Regions from separate parts of the Anser cygnoides genome. Here region 2 is linked to region 1. Evidence: chromatin contacts called from public Hi-C data. All regions are on one chromosome and are shown on one strand. The core of a region is the stretch at or near the end of the contact, and the rest is flanking DNA. Distances in the headings are between cores, read along the strand shown.

The links. Hi-C and Micro-C count contacts between places; a contact is called where the count stands out from the background.
Region 2: a contact with region 1 is called in a Hi-C map of liver, with 2.4 times the contacts expected there. The contact joins the promoter of MTFR1 here to the promoter of CYP7B1 in region 1. A contact is called at or near these places in 2 of 7 Hi-C or Micro-C datasets (both in liver).

What each region holds. Positions count from the first base shown.
Region 1 is chr2:126,498,123-126,505,731 of Taihu_goose_T2T_genome, reverse strand. It overlaps CYP7B1 (cytochrome P450 family 7 subfamily B member 1), which reads left to right and starts at 3,518. Exons shown (of 6, transcript XM_048061682.2): 1 at 3,518-3,768. The coding sequence starts at 3,671.
Region 2 is chr2:126,800,058-126,807,666 of Taihu_goose_T2T_genome, reverse strand. It overlaps MTFR1 (mitochondrial fission regulator 1), which reads right to left and starts at 2,911. Exons shown (of 8, transcript XM_048061696.2): 1 at 2,775-2,911. ARMC1 (armadillo repeat containing 1) reads left to right here and starts at 3,068. Exons shown (of 7, transcript XM_048061699.2): 1 at 3,068-3,512; 2 at 6,059-6,259. The coding sequence starts at 6,086.

The DNA.
Region 1 (7,609 bases), core at 2,269-4,768:
TGCTGCCCTGAATTCAGCCTGATCTCTATTAGCTCTGAGCTTCACTTTCAGAGAAAACAGCTGCTGGGCTGAGAGCTGGAAGCAGACCCAGTTCCAGCGGCATCTTCACGGAATTATGCACCAAAAGTCCAGCAAGCCGTAAAGAGTACACAAAACCTCTCTTCTTGTGTGGTGTACAACCTAAATAAATTTGGATAGCTTATCTTTGACACAGAGGTTAATTTGTTGACCCTGTTTCAAAGTCTGATGCCACTGCAGTTTCTCAAAATCACTAACAATGTTAATGTGGGCATTTTTCCTTAGCATTTTCCAAAGACACACATAGATTGTTTTGGCTGAAACACCTCATATGCATTTATACTGAAGACAAGAATGGACTTGCAATATTGCAACTGCCGCTCTTACAGCAGAGCAAAGCTGTAAGGTGTTGAAAATAGCCTCAGAATGAGTAGCACTGAGCAACCAGAAAAATAAGCCTTGTTCCTGCCATTGCTTATAACACATATCTCAGTGGTGTTTCAATGATGCAAAATCTGCTCTTGTCTGAGCCTGGTAGTTTAAATCCCTGTGCACACAAAAGCTACCCAGTAGAACAGGCATTTGTCCATGTGCTGCATATAGCAAAATCACACTGTGATGTGTAACATACAGTACAGATTGCAGTATATACTGTTCTAAGTTTATTTTGAGTCTTCTGCATTTTCATAAGACAAAAAAATATGATCTATATCATCTTACAACATTGGCAGTATGAAACATACACACAGTATGCATTTTGAACTGTAGCATATGTACAGAATGTTCACAATTTAAACAGGAGAAATGTAACTGAGCATCTATCCATGATCCATCTAGGCTTACTAACAGTATTAAGAACCTACTGAAATCTGAGGTGTCTTTGAACTGAAAAGGCCTCAAAGATTATTTTATGAATTCTCCACCTCTCCCGCCCCCCTTCCCCCCGCCCCAGTATATATTTACAGATGCCTTCCCCTCTCTCTAGACTGCAGTTGCTTCTAGCAGCTTTATAAGCCTGGGGACTGCTCTTGAAGAAATTTTGCTGCTTGCCAAGGAGCCAATATCGCTGTCACGGAACAGCAATTACACTCCAGGAATAAGGATAACAACTGGACACAGCTGTATCCAGATGGACAGTAGCATTGCTCTTCTCCAAATACAACAGCATTTACGTTCTTTCTCCCTGTTTATGACCATGCTGCAGTTAGAGCTCCATGAGGATCTCACGATAGCCTGAAACTGAAAATCCTTCTGGTTCTTAAGAGTAATTTTTCAATACAAGGCTGTATCACGGTCAGACTGAGCTTGTACCCCTTGAACATAAAATACATTTCCTCTTTTCTGCTACAGCTACATTAAAGGGGACTGTTCAACCTAACCCTCCTTATGCAGTTAGCTGAGATGCCAGTATGTACAGACACATCTATTATAATTTTAATTGTGCATTTTGTATGCAAATGTCATCCAGCTGGATCTGCGTTGAGATAGTCCATTACTGTAAGACGCCAAACTTCTGACAGTTTTGGGCTTCTAATACTTTGAGATTCCTGTACTAGTAGAAGAGAAATTAATCTGTCCTCTTAGGGTTTTCAAGAGGTTGATATAGAAGAGTACACAGCACTTAAGGGTACTTTAGGCCTTCCAGGTTGTATTCGCTGTATTTTAAAATAAAATAATCTTGCTCATGGTGCTTTGCTGGTGGCGTGTTTTTTCTTGTTTGTTTTTCATCTGCAATTGATCTGAGACAGTAACTTTTGGCAAATACAAACAGTGCAAATTGAAAAAAAAATGCTGTTGCAAACCTCTTCATGCCCTCTGCCAGAACTCCAGCAATCTTTTTGTTGTTTTGAATCTGGATAAGGGATTATTCTAGCTGCCCTAGCTATTTACTTGTAAGTGAACACTTATTTCTCACTATACTGAAGTAAAACACTGAATTTTCACAGCAGAAGTCATTTGTAAAATGAGTAATAGTTCACCCTGCATAACCTGACTCTGTAATTTCTCACTGTGCAAGGCCTTTCAGTTCTGAATTACCAGTTTCACAAGAATTAACAGGATAAGTAGCTACGAAACCCATTGGGATTCCCAAACTGGGGATTTCAGAGTTCCTGCAAAAAGCCCTAAGCTAGCAGTAAAACGTTATTTTCTCTTATGGTTTCTCTGACTGCATTGTATTGCACAACAGGGGTGTCTGTTCTTTGATCTCAGGAAGAACAGTTGATTAATTTAAGCAGCAGTGTCCAGACTCTACGACACTTCAATGCAAGGCACATTAATCATAGTTGCTCTGAATACAGAATGACTATTTTTGACTATTTCACTGCAATCAACAGGAATGTTTGAGGAATAAGACACAAATTTTGCCCAGTTCAAGATGACATATATGAAACAGGCCTCCAAAACTGATGAGATATGCTAAAGTCAAGGAAGCTTTCTTTGGCCAAATCACTTTATCTGCTGAGATACGTTTGGGTCTCTGCAATTTACAGAAAACTTGCAACAGAGCAATTCGGAAAGCTGAGAGTTGTATATGATGCTTCCAAGAAGCAAGGAATAAGTAAACGACCAAATATTGTGAAACACATTGTAATTTGTAATACTCTGTGCAACTGAGAATGAGTAAGGTACGCTAACTCTTGTCTTGTCAGCATTCACAGGATCAGAGGATGGTTGAGGCTGGAAGGGACCTCCAGAGATCATCCAGTCCAGCCCCCTTGCTCGAGCAGGGTCACCTAGAGTGGGATCACATCAGGGCGGGTTTTGAGTATCTCCAAAGGAGACCAAACTGCAAATACTACCTCGCATCCTATCTGTGCTTCTGATCGTACCTTCTGACAGACGGCAGGACGGCTGCCAGGCGCTGCTCTGACCCTGCCATTTTGCTCGTCTCCCCACCTGCCCTGTAGCACCCAGTGCTCTGGCCTTCTGCCCCACTCCACCTCACCCCATCATGCTTCCTCAAGCTGGGGATCTCTCAGTTGCCTCAAATTTTGGGCCTGTCTTCTGCTCTCTTTCCACAAGGCGCTGGCAGCATGGGACTGGAAGGACCGGGAGAACTGGCTGCGCTATGCTGGGGATCAGCCCCGGCTGCTCGCACAGCACGTCAGGGGCGGTCTTCGCTATTTGCACCTCGGTTTTTCTACCTCGGGTTAGGTTTCACGAACCTGCGAGGCGGGTTGTTTTGTTCTTTTACAGACACAAATCCGTTGTTTCTACCCCAAAACAAGCAGAAATTAAACACCTACCAGCCCCACTCCCCGCACCAGCCCAGCACTGCGAGCCCAGGGGGCCCGGCGGGCGCTGAGCCCCGGCCACAGACACCCGAGGCCGGGCCTCGGGAGGCCCCGGGCTCCCTCCGGGCTCCCACCGGCGCCGTCCCGCTCCGGCTGCCCGGTGCCGGCGGCAGGCCCGAGGCCGGGCCGTCCCCTCCGGCCGGGGGCGGGCGGGCGCGACCCTCCCCGCCGCGGGGCGCTCCCCGGGGAGGAGCCGGCCGGCTCGCCGCGGGCCCCGCTCGCCAAGTTCAGCTCGGAGCGGCCAAACCCGGCCCCCCGGGCTCGCTGGTGGGCGGGGAGGGCCGGCCGGCCGCGCTCCGCTCCGGCAGGGAGCGGGAGGACGGGCGAAACTTTCCTCCGCGGCCCCAGCGGAGGCAATGGGCCCCGACGCGCTGCCGCTCGGCGCCTGCGGCGGGGCGGCCGCCGCCGCCGCCCTGCTCCTCTGGGCCGTCTGCGTGCTCTGCAGGAGGAAAAGGTACCGGGGAGGGCGGAGGGACCGGCGGCCGCCGCCTTCCCCCCCGCGGGGAGCGGAGCCGCGGGGCGGGCGGAGGGGCTGTGCGTGGCCGCCGGGGGCCCTGCGCGGCGCTCCCCGACCTCCGCACCCGGGTCCAAGGTGCGCCGTGCTGGCGGCTCCCGGCTCGGAGGGCGGTGGGTGGAGAGCTGGTACCGGCGGGCTTCGGCTTTAAGTTTTAAGTTTAAGCAGGCTGAAGATGCTTTGGGGGGGGGAAACAAACCACTGCGTGAGACGGGCCTGCCTGTTTCTGAACAATGCCCCTCTCCTTACAGTGCCCCTTTCCTTCCACGCTGAGCTCTCCCCAGGTATTCGCCTGAGTTGCTAACGCTTGACGCTCCTCAGCGTCCGTTCTCTCCAGCAGCTGGGGGAGAAACGGGTGGAAAGGCTTGGTGGAGGAGGAGTGAAGAAGGGGAGGGACCACTAAGCTTGGCTTTCTTAATCCCATAATAAAATGCATCGCAAATAAGAAATTTAATTCTTCAATAATATACATCTGCTTTATCTGGTCACTAAAAGTTTTGGAAGGCATGGGTGTAGTAGTCGTGGATGTACCAAAAAGAAATTGCTTTATTAATCTCTTAAAAGTGGTCAGATAGTCAGTCTGACAGCTTTTAGACCAACAAGTGCAGGTTTGGGACCGTGTGTAGTAATGAGCGAAATTTCTCGCTTTGGGCTCAGAAGGGCAGTGAATGTAACAGATACAGGTTATGTTCATGATGTCTGTTCTGGAGCCCTTATTAATATGATTTGAGGTAGAGGGACCGATCCATCTCATAAGTGTGCAGGGAAGACATTTATCCAAGTGGTTGAGTGGGGTCATCTTGTAAGACAGACTACTTGGTAGGTTTGCTTAGGATGCAGCTCCGTGTCTCACAGAACCACAGAATTGAAGGGGTTGGAAGGGACCTCGAAAGATCATCGGGTCCAACCCCCCTGCCAAAGCAGGTTCCCTAGAGCAGGCTGCCCAGGTAGGCGTCCAGATGGGCCTTGAGTATCTCCAGAGAGGGAGACTCCACAACCTCCCTGGGCAGCCTGTTCCAGTGCTCCGTCACCCTCACCGTGAAGAAACCGTCTCAGCCCAGCCGACCACACAGGCGGCTGCTGCTGGCCTTGTCGCTCCTCCCTGCTGCTCCTCTGAGCCCCTGAGAGCTTGTTCCACAAGTTGGACCAACAGAAACTATTTAATCTTTCTCTTTTTTTTATAAGTTTGAGTTTTCTGCAAGTTTCGGGCCTTAAACGAGGTCAGCAGAGGAGAAGTGAGACATGGTCAGGGCAATCTGCAAGGGGTGTAATTTTGCGGTTAGAAGCTGGTATACTGACTCAGACACATTATAAAATTGTGCCTGTTATTAGTAGAAATTCTAGTCGAGCTGTAATAGGTTGCATTTTTGGAAATGGAAGCAGGCAGAGCCTTTACTGTGAAGTTTTTGGTCAGATGTGGATGGTGGGTAAAAAGGGTTGAGGAGCCTATTTTCATATTTTCCTAACCCTTGTGGCTATAGAGTTTTTGAAGTCTTCCCTGTGGAGCCTATAGAAAAATTGTTAGGACATTTGTTCCACACCAGAATGAAATTATACAGGAGGCCTCAGCAAGAAGGCATGCTGTTTTGCCCAGAAAACCAAACTGTCGTTTGATTAATAAAGTATTTGTTTAAAACCCAAGCTGTTTGTCTAACAAGTATAAGCACCAGTGTGCAAGCAACTGGAAATAAAAAATGGAAAAACACATCATCCTCTGTGTAGTACAGGCTTCAGCATAAGCTGCTGATGTAAAAGTGCCATCCTGCTCCAGGAAGGTGTTTTTTTTGTTTGTTTGGTTGGTTTGGTTTAGTTTGTTTTTTTAAGCATGTGGGAAGAAAAGAAATTGTGCATGGTCTTAAGAGATGCTTGGCAGCAGCCTGGCTGCTTCTGATCTGCAGTAAGAGCAGCCATGCTAAAGCGTGCAGTGTATTAAAAAATGGGAATAAGGTTTAGTTCATGCTTCTCAGATTAGTGCAAGTTTGTGCTCTCCTGTTGCTTGTCTGGCCCACACCTGCTTCTCTATCCTCACGTTTCGTCCATGTGTCAGATTTCTTTCCCTTTCTCCTGTTTGAATCTAATAAATTCAGCAGCAGGCTGGGCTACTGCCCTCCCACTCAGGAATCAAAAAAAACCAATTGGGAACCTGTTGACATATGGAAAGGAGACTTGGCAAATTACTGCATGAATAAGGGCCAAAGTCATAGATTGTAGTCCTGATTGAACATGGATCATACCCATTTGAACAGAGAAGGTGAACAATTCTGGCTTTGCAGGGCTTGCCTACACTAGAAAAAAAATGGTGCTACTTCACCTGTTTTTATAAAGATGAATATCTTGTCCTAATGTTGGTGTGCTTGCACCAGCATACAAACTGTATAATGGATTGTGTCTTGTGTTTAATGTGCCAAGATAAACTTCAGCAGAATAATCAAATTTAACATCTTTACTACAGCTATTGCATGGGTTTCAGCTAGGATAGCTACAGTAGTCGAATGTGTGTATAGATGTATACATAAATGAAGAGGTTAAGGAAGTAAATATACACAGCTAAGTGTCACCTTGCCCTTAAGTGTTGGGTTAAGTTTGTTTTGCTGGACGATGTCTCTGTCTGTCACAATTCAAGAGAAATAGAACCACTTGTGTGACTCTTAAAGCTGTCCTTCCAGGAGCAGAACAAGGGTTTGTACGTCCCAATGAAGAAAACTCCCCAAATCACTCCCTGATGTTCCTTAAACAGATGTTGCAGGATTTCTCCTTTCTTGGCGAGGGATGCTTCTGCTTCATTTACTCAGGCTGTGAGTGCTCGTTGCTGTACAGAAGATGTTGTCAGAAGTATTGTATTGACTTAACCCGCTATTGCGTTTTTCTGTAGTGCAGTTGGTATAATCTGGCATTACCAGATTTCAGGGTGAGTTCAGTACAGGTTTTCTTATTAAGGTATTTACATCCACCATTTAGAGACAGCAAAGAAAGGCAGAGGAAATTCCTTTTGCATAAATGTTTATCATTTGAGTGCTAGTGGCAGTAATAACACAAAGGAAACTAATTGGAGTCTTTGCCAGGTTTCATATCACAGATGGTGAAGAAACAGAAGTAGAACAAAAGTTTCCTTAATCACAGAAAATTTTATTTTGAGTTAAACTTCAATGTCAGATGAGGCTCAGTGCCTTCTGCACGCTACAAAAAGATCTCCCTCTTACTGGTTAATGGAAAGAAGCGTATTTAGGCTGTTTGCTGGGGAATGTGCTTTCTCCAGAGAGAGACTGCTTTCTGTGTACCCCCCACCAAAGTATTTCTGCTATGGCAAAACCTGATGACTTCCTAGCCTACAGATTATTCTCTTTTGTCTTCATAAAATGACTAAGTCAGCTCCAGCTTTATGTTGTTTTTTTGTTGTTTCCAAACTGTTTTTCCACTAGCTGTGCACAGTCTCACGGAGTGGGAGGTGAAACAGCAGGTGAAGCCAACTCCTGCTTGTCTTACAGCAGTAATGCTGCTGAAGTCAGGGAAGCGTGCGTGAGATCAACAGGGGTTGGCTCCTACTGACATATATAGGGATTCCACTTTTTATTGTTCAAGTTGATGCTTATTTTTGGCTGCTAGTGTTTATTGCATGACCGCAACTGAAAACCAACAGTTTGGGGACAAGGCTGTGATGCTCTGTGACTCCCTCCTTGCATTACAGAGGCTTCAAATCACTAGGAGGAAGAAGCAGCTCAGGCTTACCACAAAAACCACACTAGGTTTGGGGAAAGGGACAGTGCAGAAAAGGGGAACAAAG
Region 2 (7,609 bases), core at 1,662-4,161, 300 kb before region 1:
TTGTCTTCATAAATGTCAATTATTTCACAATTACTCTGTGACCCAAGTACAGAAAGGGTTCGTTTGAAATGAAACTAATGAAAATGCTGGACAGCAAGAATAAAAGCATTAGCAGATTTTTCTTTCACGCTTTGCATACACGCCAATTTCAGAAGCGGGAGTTAAACATTTATTGCTTCTAGTAACCTAGAATAACACCTCTTTTAAAATATTCATGCTTGCTTTATTTATCCTTTATGTTCTTGATTATCCTCTATCTTCTTGATGCTTCCTCCACTAAAAATAATAGCAGTTTAATTCCTCTAAAGCTTCCGCAACTCAATCACTACAATAAAATGCCCCAAGTGACAGCAATATTGCTAAGAAATGCAGTATTTCTGCTGTGCTTAAGTAACACTATTACAATGATAAGCAGTAGTCATAGGCAAGATTCCCAGAAGAGGTTAGAGGAGTAATAACACAAAAAATTACATATTTGCATAGAGCAGGCAGGGTGGGAATTTCATGGGTTCTTTGTTTATAAAACTCTACTTACAAAGAAATTAACAACGCTCGAGAACTTTCTGTCTGATATGGAAATGTGCAGAAATTCCCTAATTCAGAAACGAGCAGGTCTGCGCTCCTGAGTCTCCAGGTTCTCGCTTTCCCCTCCTGGAGCTCTCCTTAGCCCCCACTTTTTACAACCACTTTTGCAGGTTTCACTCAATACTTCCGTATCAAGTATCAGTCTAGAAGGCTGAGAGACAATACCACTTATAAATTATAAAATGTTAATGAAATAAATACAAAGGCTCTGGAAGCTGTACACATAAGTATACTGGTCAGCAAATACGGAATGAAACCCTCTGCCAGGCTCTCCAGCGAGCGCTACACATGAAAGACGAGAAGAAGGAAAAATTAGATGCAACTGCTTTCCAATTGAAATATTTCTGTATATTTTCCAGTGCTGTATTTATTCAAGTCCCTTCCAAATTATGAATTCTCTCTCTTTAAAAGAAGATATTAATATTTTTATTACTAAAGGAAGTTTCTCTTATTCATGTAAACTCCACACAAAAATAAAAGAGAATGGTTTGATGCACCTGACGCAGAGGATCAGCCATATGCAAAGGACAAGTGCACAAAATCTGAAAAATGAAAGGTCTAGTCTCTAAATTGAAAGGGTACGCATAACACAAAGTACTTTTTTTTTTTCCAAAGTGTGGTTTCAAAGAAACACCAAGCATATCAAAAGTTATATTAAAAAAAAACAAGCAGGTTCCTCCTTGCTTCAGCAGGAAACCAGGCCACGCATATCTTCAGTCTTGATGACTGACACGTGACCCAAGCTCACCTGACGAAATTATATCCATAAGGACACATATTAAAGAATTAATGAAGAAAGATAAAAGCCAACAAAAAATTACCACAGGAAACCAAGCAGGCAGGCAGAATCTTCTGATAAAGGACCGGGCCCTCTCCCAAATCAACACAGACCGCTTACAAGTACTGTAAGTATTTGGCAGAGGTCACGCAGTCAGCTATGGAATTCTGCTTTTGGCCTGGCAGGCACAACTAACAAAGTGCCTGTTACTTTCAGAAGCACCTGCTTGAAATCACAGACCTAGAAAGATAAAAGTCAGTGGATACTGCACAGACAATCAAGGGCTTATCTAAGCTAACATCAGCATGAAATCTAAAGCAAGAATTGGAAACAACACATATATTCAACAGGAGTTGTTAAAGTTTTTTTTAAAGAAATATAACCTAGTTGTACACACCTCAAAGGACAAAAACATATTTACCACATCTTGCCAATTTCACCACACCTTACCAGCTAAGGATGGAGAAGAAGAAAGAAATCATGTTTGAGCACTGGTTTGATCAAAAACCTTTGCTCGACAGAGATTATAGCTAAGTGATACAGCGTAGAAAAGTGAAATGTTCCAACTTTTCTAAGCCATAACCACACACCTACACTCTGCTGCCAGACTCAGCTCCCTGGTTGTTGCTGTGAATGCCAGTCCCTCAGCTACAGCTTTGAGAAACAAGAAAAAGCAAATGTTATTAACAAAAGGATGTATTTGTCGGAAAGGCAATCAAAATGTTTCATGTTTTTCCCCATAATCTCTATTAGTAACAACTTTGAGCTCCTACATGCAGCAGCTAGCTGGTGACCTGACCGAATAAGATTGTTTTGACTCAGCAACGTGCAACTGGAAGTTTTAGAGGCGATGGGCTGAACACTCACCTCCCTTCTGGTTTTTTTTTTTTTTTTTTTTTTTTTTTTTTAGCACTAGGTAAAAAGCAGACAGGATTATCTCCTTTCCACTTATGCTTAGTAAGCGTTGTGCTCGCAGCTGCCCGAAGAGGGACTATTAACGAAGCCCTGGTGCCACTTTCGGGCAGATGAACACACTGCGGTCGATATCAGCATTCAGACCCCCCCTAGCCCTCGATCTGGGGACTTTGGACAGCTGGCTGGACAGAGCACCGCCCAGCACACCACGAGTTACCTCTCAACGACCGCAGTGACCGCGGAACCCAGCACCGCGGCGGTACCGCTGAAGGCGCGGACGCCACAAGAACACCGACCCAACCCCGCAGCCCCTACGCGCCTCTCCCCCCAGATACCTCCGCCTCACTAAAACCCCCTCAGAGCCCCCTCAGGACCCTCCCCAGCGAGGCCTTCGGCCCCGGGCGGCCACCACGGCACCACCAAGCCACCCCCCAGCCTGCCTCAGGCAACGGCCGCGCTCCGCTCCGCTCCGCTCCCTCCCGCTCCCGGCCCTCACCGCCTCAGCCGCCGCCGCCTCAGCGCTGCCTCCCTCAGCCGCTGCTCCCACCGCGCTCGCCGCCCGCCCCCCTCCGCTCAGCCAATCCGCATCCGCCCCGGCACCGCCTCAGCCAATAGGAGGCCGGTCGGCCCGCCGGGAGGCGGGACCTCGGACGCCCTCTGGAAGGCGCCGAGCGGCGACCTTACCCGGCAGGCAGTGGGAGATAGTGTCACGTGACCCTTCGGCGCCTATAAAAGGGGCGGCGGGGCAGCCGCCATTTCCTGGGGGGCGGGAGGAGGGGCTGGGGGGTGGGTTTCGCTGCGGGAGTGAGCGAAGGCGGCTGTGTCTATTTTTTGTGGCGTGAACGGAGCCCGTAGCGCGCCCTGCCTGAGCAAGGCTCCTCGGGAGTGTGGGAGGTGTCGGTGCGGGAAGCGCCGAGCGCTCGGTTTGTGTGCTGGAGGTTTTGTGGCGTTGACCTGGCGCCTCGGCCCTGCCTCACGGGCTGCCGGCGCGTCCTGCCCGTCAACAGCGCTCCGAAGTGCGGCTGCCTCGCGGCTGTGGTGGTAGTGCTGTTTGTGTCTCGTTAAAACGTCCCAGAAAGGGTAAAAAGTATCGCCCTGCCTAGGCGAAATGCTGGTGTGGTAGTGCACAGCGAGCTGCAGGGGGCACGCTGAAATAGCTTCCTGGCACGGGGTTGCCGAGGCGTAGGCCGGCTCAGAAGGAAAACAATGCCTTTCCCGGTGCTGGATCTAGAAGGTATTCCTAATGTTGAAAGTTTTCATAAAATATTATGAGACTTGAAAGTTGAGGGCGAACACTTCAGATCCCAGAGAGCTCGGCTGTGCGGGGTGAAGCAGTAGAATGTGAGAATGGAAAGAACTTTACACCAAGTTTTTTCCTCTTTCCTTACTTAAGAGGAAACAGACTTTAACCTTATTTGCTAAACAGCTTTAAGTCTGTTCCTAATAAATTCACGTTAATGGGACCGGTGGGCTGGGGGCTCACTGCTTTGTGCTTGCTTTGAGTGCAGGTAAGTGCTGTATCTCCATGTAGCTCAGGTTTTAAGCAACACGAAAGTGTCACCGAAGTACACTTCGCACTTTACTTCAGCGGTGAGCTCCATTCCGTTTCTATGCAGTAGAGACGCGATATGCCCGTGGCCGCTTCCTAACCCTCACCCGCGGCCCTCTCCGGACTACAACTCCCGGCGCGCACAGCAGCGCCCCCGCCATCCAATAGCGCCTCACCATTCAACAAGGCGCTCCGCGAGTGGCTGAGAGGCGCTGCCGGAGGGGCGCCAATGGGCTGGCGCGGCGGCGCGGGGTGCGTGCGCGGCGGAGCGGAGCGGGCCGTGTGCGGCGCCCGGTGCCCTGGGAGGGCGATGGGGGCCCGGGGCTGAGCCCCTGCGGCGGTACGGGGCCGGGGGGGCTCCGGGGGACGGCGTGGAGCCCTCGGGGGAAGGGCGGCGAGGCCCTGGGCGGGGAACGGGCCCGGCGGGAGGGGGAGGCCGCCCCCGCTGCCGCCCTCAGCGCCCCGTGAGGGCCGGGGGGCAGGGAGAGGCCGGGGGGCTCCTCTGCGGGCCCCCAGGCGATCGGTGACTCCACACAACTTTTTAAGCATCTTAATTACATTTTCCCTTAAAAACGGTAGGGCTCCCAGCTCTCTTAAATTGTGCGTTGGAGGTGGTGGAGAAGTAAGAGCTTGGGTTTTCGTCTCGGTTGTGGTAGAGAGAGAGAGGAGGGTCTGGAGAGGAAATGAGCGTGGCCTGACAGCATAAGATTTGGGTAAAGCTGAGCTCTGTGCTTTTTTCAGGGGGTTAGGAAAAATAAAGGCAAAATGGGGTTAATTAGCATGAGGAGAGGGGTGGGAAGGAGGCAGTGCTTAGGGCACACAACTGGAAGTCACAGGCTTTTGTTAGCATCAGGCTCACAATGGACTTGAGTTTTAAGCTTTAAGTTCTCTTGGCAGCTGTGGGATGTAGTTAGTGCTGAACTTGGTAGAGACTTTTTAAACGTTTAGGGTTGTCTGTTTTGAAAATATGAAGTATTATTGCATGGAATTGTAGCTTCCAATGGATCTTTTTTGTAGTTATGATAATTGAGAAGAAGAACCTGGAGATTAACCGCTGACCTTTCACACTTGCACTCTTCTGAAAGTGGGGCCAGTGATGTGGAAATTAGCAGCATTTTTTTTCGCTTTGTGAAAATGGTTATGATAATTTCTGGCAAAATGCATCTTTGTGGTTGTTTTTGATGAGTATGGTTAATTTGTCTTGCTGAAAGGTCTACCCTCAGTAAGAAAACCAGATAATGCTTCAACAATATTATTTGTTTGGGAAATTACGTGGAAAGTTGTGACCAGATCCAAATTTAATTTCTTTCCTCTTTATGCAGAGGAGAAAGGAGAACACAAACTAACAATATGCCATTATTCATGCTTCTGAGTCTTCAAAAAAAAATTCAGTTGTGTGAGTTTGTATGGCAACACCAGGACCACAGCTTGTTCAGTAGTTTCAGAAGCACGTGATCAGCCCTTTGAAGCAAACTGTTCCTTTGCACCATGGCATAGGCCTTCTCTTCTGAGTAAACATATGCTTTTGTTGCCTGTTGAGTAGTTACTCTTCATTAAAACAGCTGTGGAATCTGAGACTGTCAAGCTAATGTGTCTCATTTGAAATTGATGTGGTGGCTTGGACTTCGATTGGAACGAGGCGTGACCTGGTTGTTCCCCTTTTATTGAAGGTGAACCAGTGAGAAGTTACGAAAAATGCTCTAAGCCCTTTTCACCTTTGAGTGAGTATGGTCTTATGCTAGTTGCTTGGCAAATACAGATAAAGTAATGATCACTCTGCTTGATGCAGGGTTAACCTTTTGCAGGCTTTTTTGGTTTATTTTGATGTAAAACAAGATTATTGCTAAAGGCACTCTAAAGACACATATTTTGATTTTACATGTGTTTATACAGAAGGGTGTTTGTAGATTTGTAGGTTGCCTAGCTGTGAGAAAACTATGGGTTTCTTCAAAGTCTTTGTTAGTACTGTAAAAATATTAATGTACTTTTATATATTATTTATACACATGTATGTACTCAAAGGTTGACTAGTCTAAAATTATATAAAGGAAACAAGTCAAAATATTATTAACCAAACCTGTCTGTTCTCCACGTGGGAAATTTAGATCATGTCCTTATGAACTGTTCCTTTTTTGGTACTCTTACACAATAATAAACTGGTGCACTTGTATTCTTGCCTCTCATCTGTGATTTAACTGATAACCATTACTAATACAGATTTTCTTCAACAGGTATTTTGTACTTGTGGTGTAGGAAAAATGAATTCTACCATGAGTGAGGAGCCTGACGCGCTGTCCGTAGTGAACCAACTGCGAGATCTAGCAGCTGACCCCTTGAACAGACGGGCCATCGTTCAGGACCAAGGATGTCTGCCAGGTCTCATCCTGTTTTTGGACCACCCCAACCCTCCCGTTGTTCACTCAGCTCTCCTAGTAAGTATTCTGGAGATAAGTTTTTGTCATTTGGACACTTTGCAACTTTGTTACTATGTCTTTAAAAAATGAAAACTGTAAAAGCTAGAACCTGTCCTTATGTTAAGTGCTCTTTATACACTTTTTAAAGAGAAACATGCAATTCAAAAATTACTTAGCAATGAAGCATTCCAGGGGAATCCATGGTTGTTGGAAGAGGTTAATGTGCTTTGCATTTTTCCCCTAATACAGCCACTTCACTTTTGTTGTGGAGGGAGGTAAGCACCCATAATATATATATATTTTTTTTTAAGATAAAGCTGTGGAGTTTGGTAAATACACACACTGTTTTGACATTCATATAAAAAAAGGATCATAAATTATAGGGTAATTTAGATTGATTAATAGAGATGACTTCCAGAGGTTATGTAGTCTGGTCCCATGCTCAAACTGAGACTAATTAGATCACAGCTCAGGGTTGTGTCCACTTAGAGATTCTGTAACCTCTCAGACACCCTGTTGCAGCATTTCACCATCTTCATAGGATTTTTAAAACAAAAAGAAATCCTGCTTGTTCCACTTTTTGTCCATTTCATCTTGTTTCAAGTCATAAACACTCAAGTCCTAATTTCTCATCTTAAATCCAAATTCTAACTATAAAAAGTGTCTTGTGCTTAGAAACAGGACAAATAAAAGTCAGGGTTTCCTTAAAAGTGTAATTCTCACAAGCAGATTAAGTTATTAAAACTTGTTATGCTTTTTTCCATATTTATATCATTATTGAATCTTAAATGAGGTGAAACTAAAGAAAAAAATAAAGAGCTCTGACTTTTACATAAAATTATACATTATTTTTTATACCAGTAATACTTACCCATGCTGAAATTGTTTATTTTTCATTTGTTTTACTTTCACAATGGATATTAACGAACTCCTTGGAATGACTCCAGAGCCTCTGATACTCTTCAGGGTTCAGGGAAGGAGGCCCCATAATCCCGGAGATACATGTCCTGCTGATTGGTTTTCAGGTTAGCCTTGCCATAGTGTTTGCCAGACACTAAATCTTCTTCACTAGAGGAGTTTTGAGTTGAGGTTATGGTTCTTGGGAATATATTTCATTCTTTTTCATTAAAATGTAGGTTCCTTAGGTTGTGGTCTTAAAAGAGGATCTTGTTTGGGTGTCTCAGTCCTTTTTTTTCCTTTGCTCGTGTTCTCACTGCCTGATTTGGTAATGATTCTGTGATAATGTTGCAAGAATTAACCCTACATAAAAAGAAGTGACTTTGTCAGATCTGTGAGGGCTAATGCAGTTCAGTGTGATTCCACAGCCCTGGATATTGCTGAAATTGTGTGGTACAGACATCTAGTTGG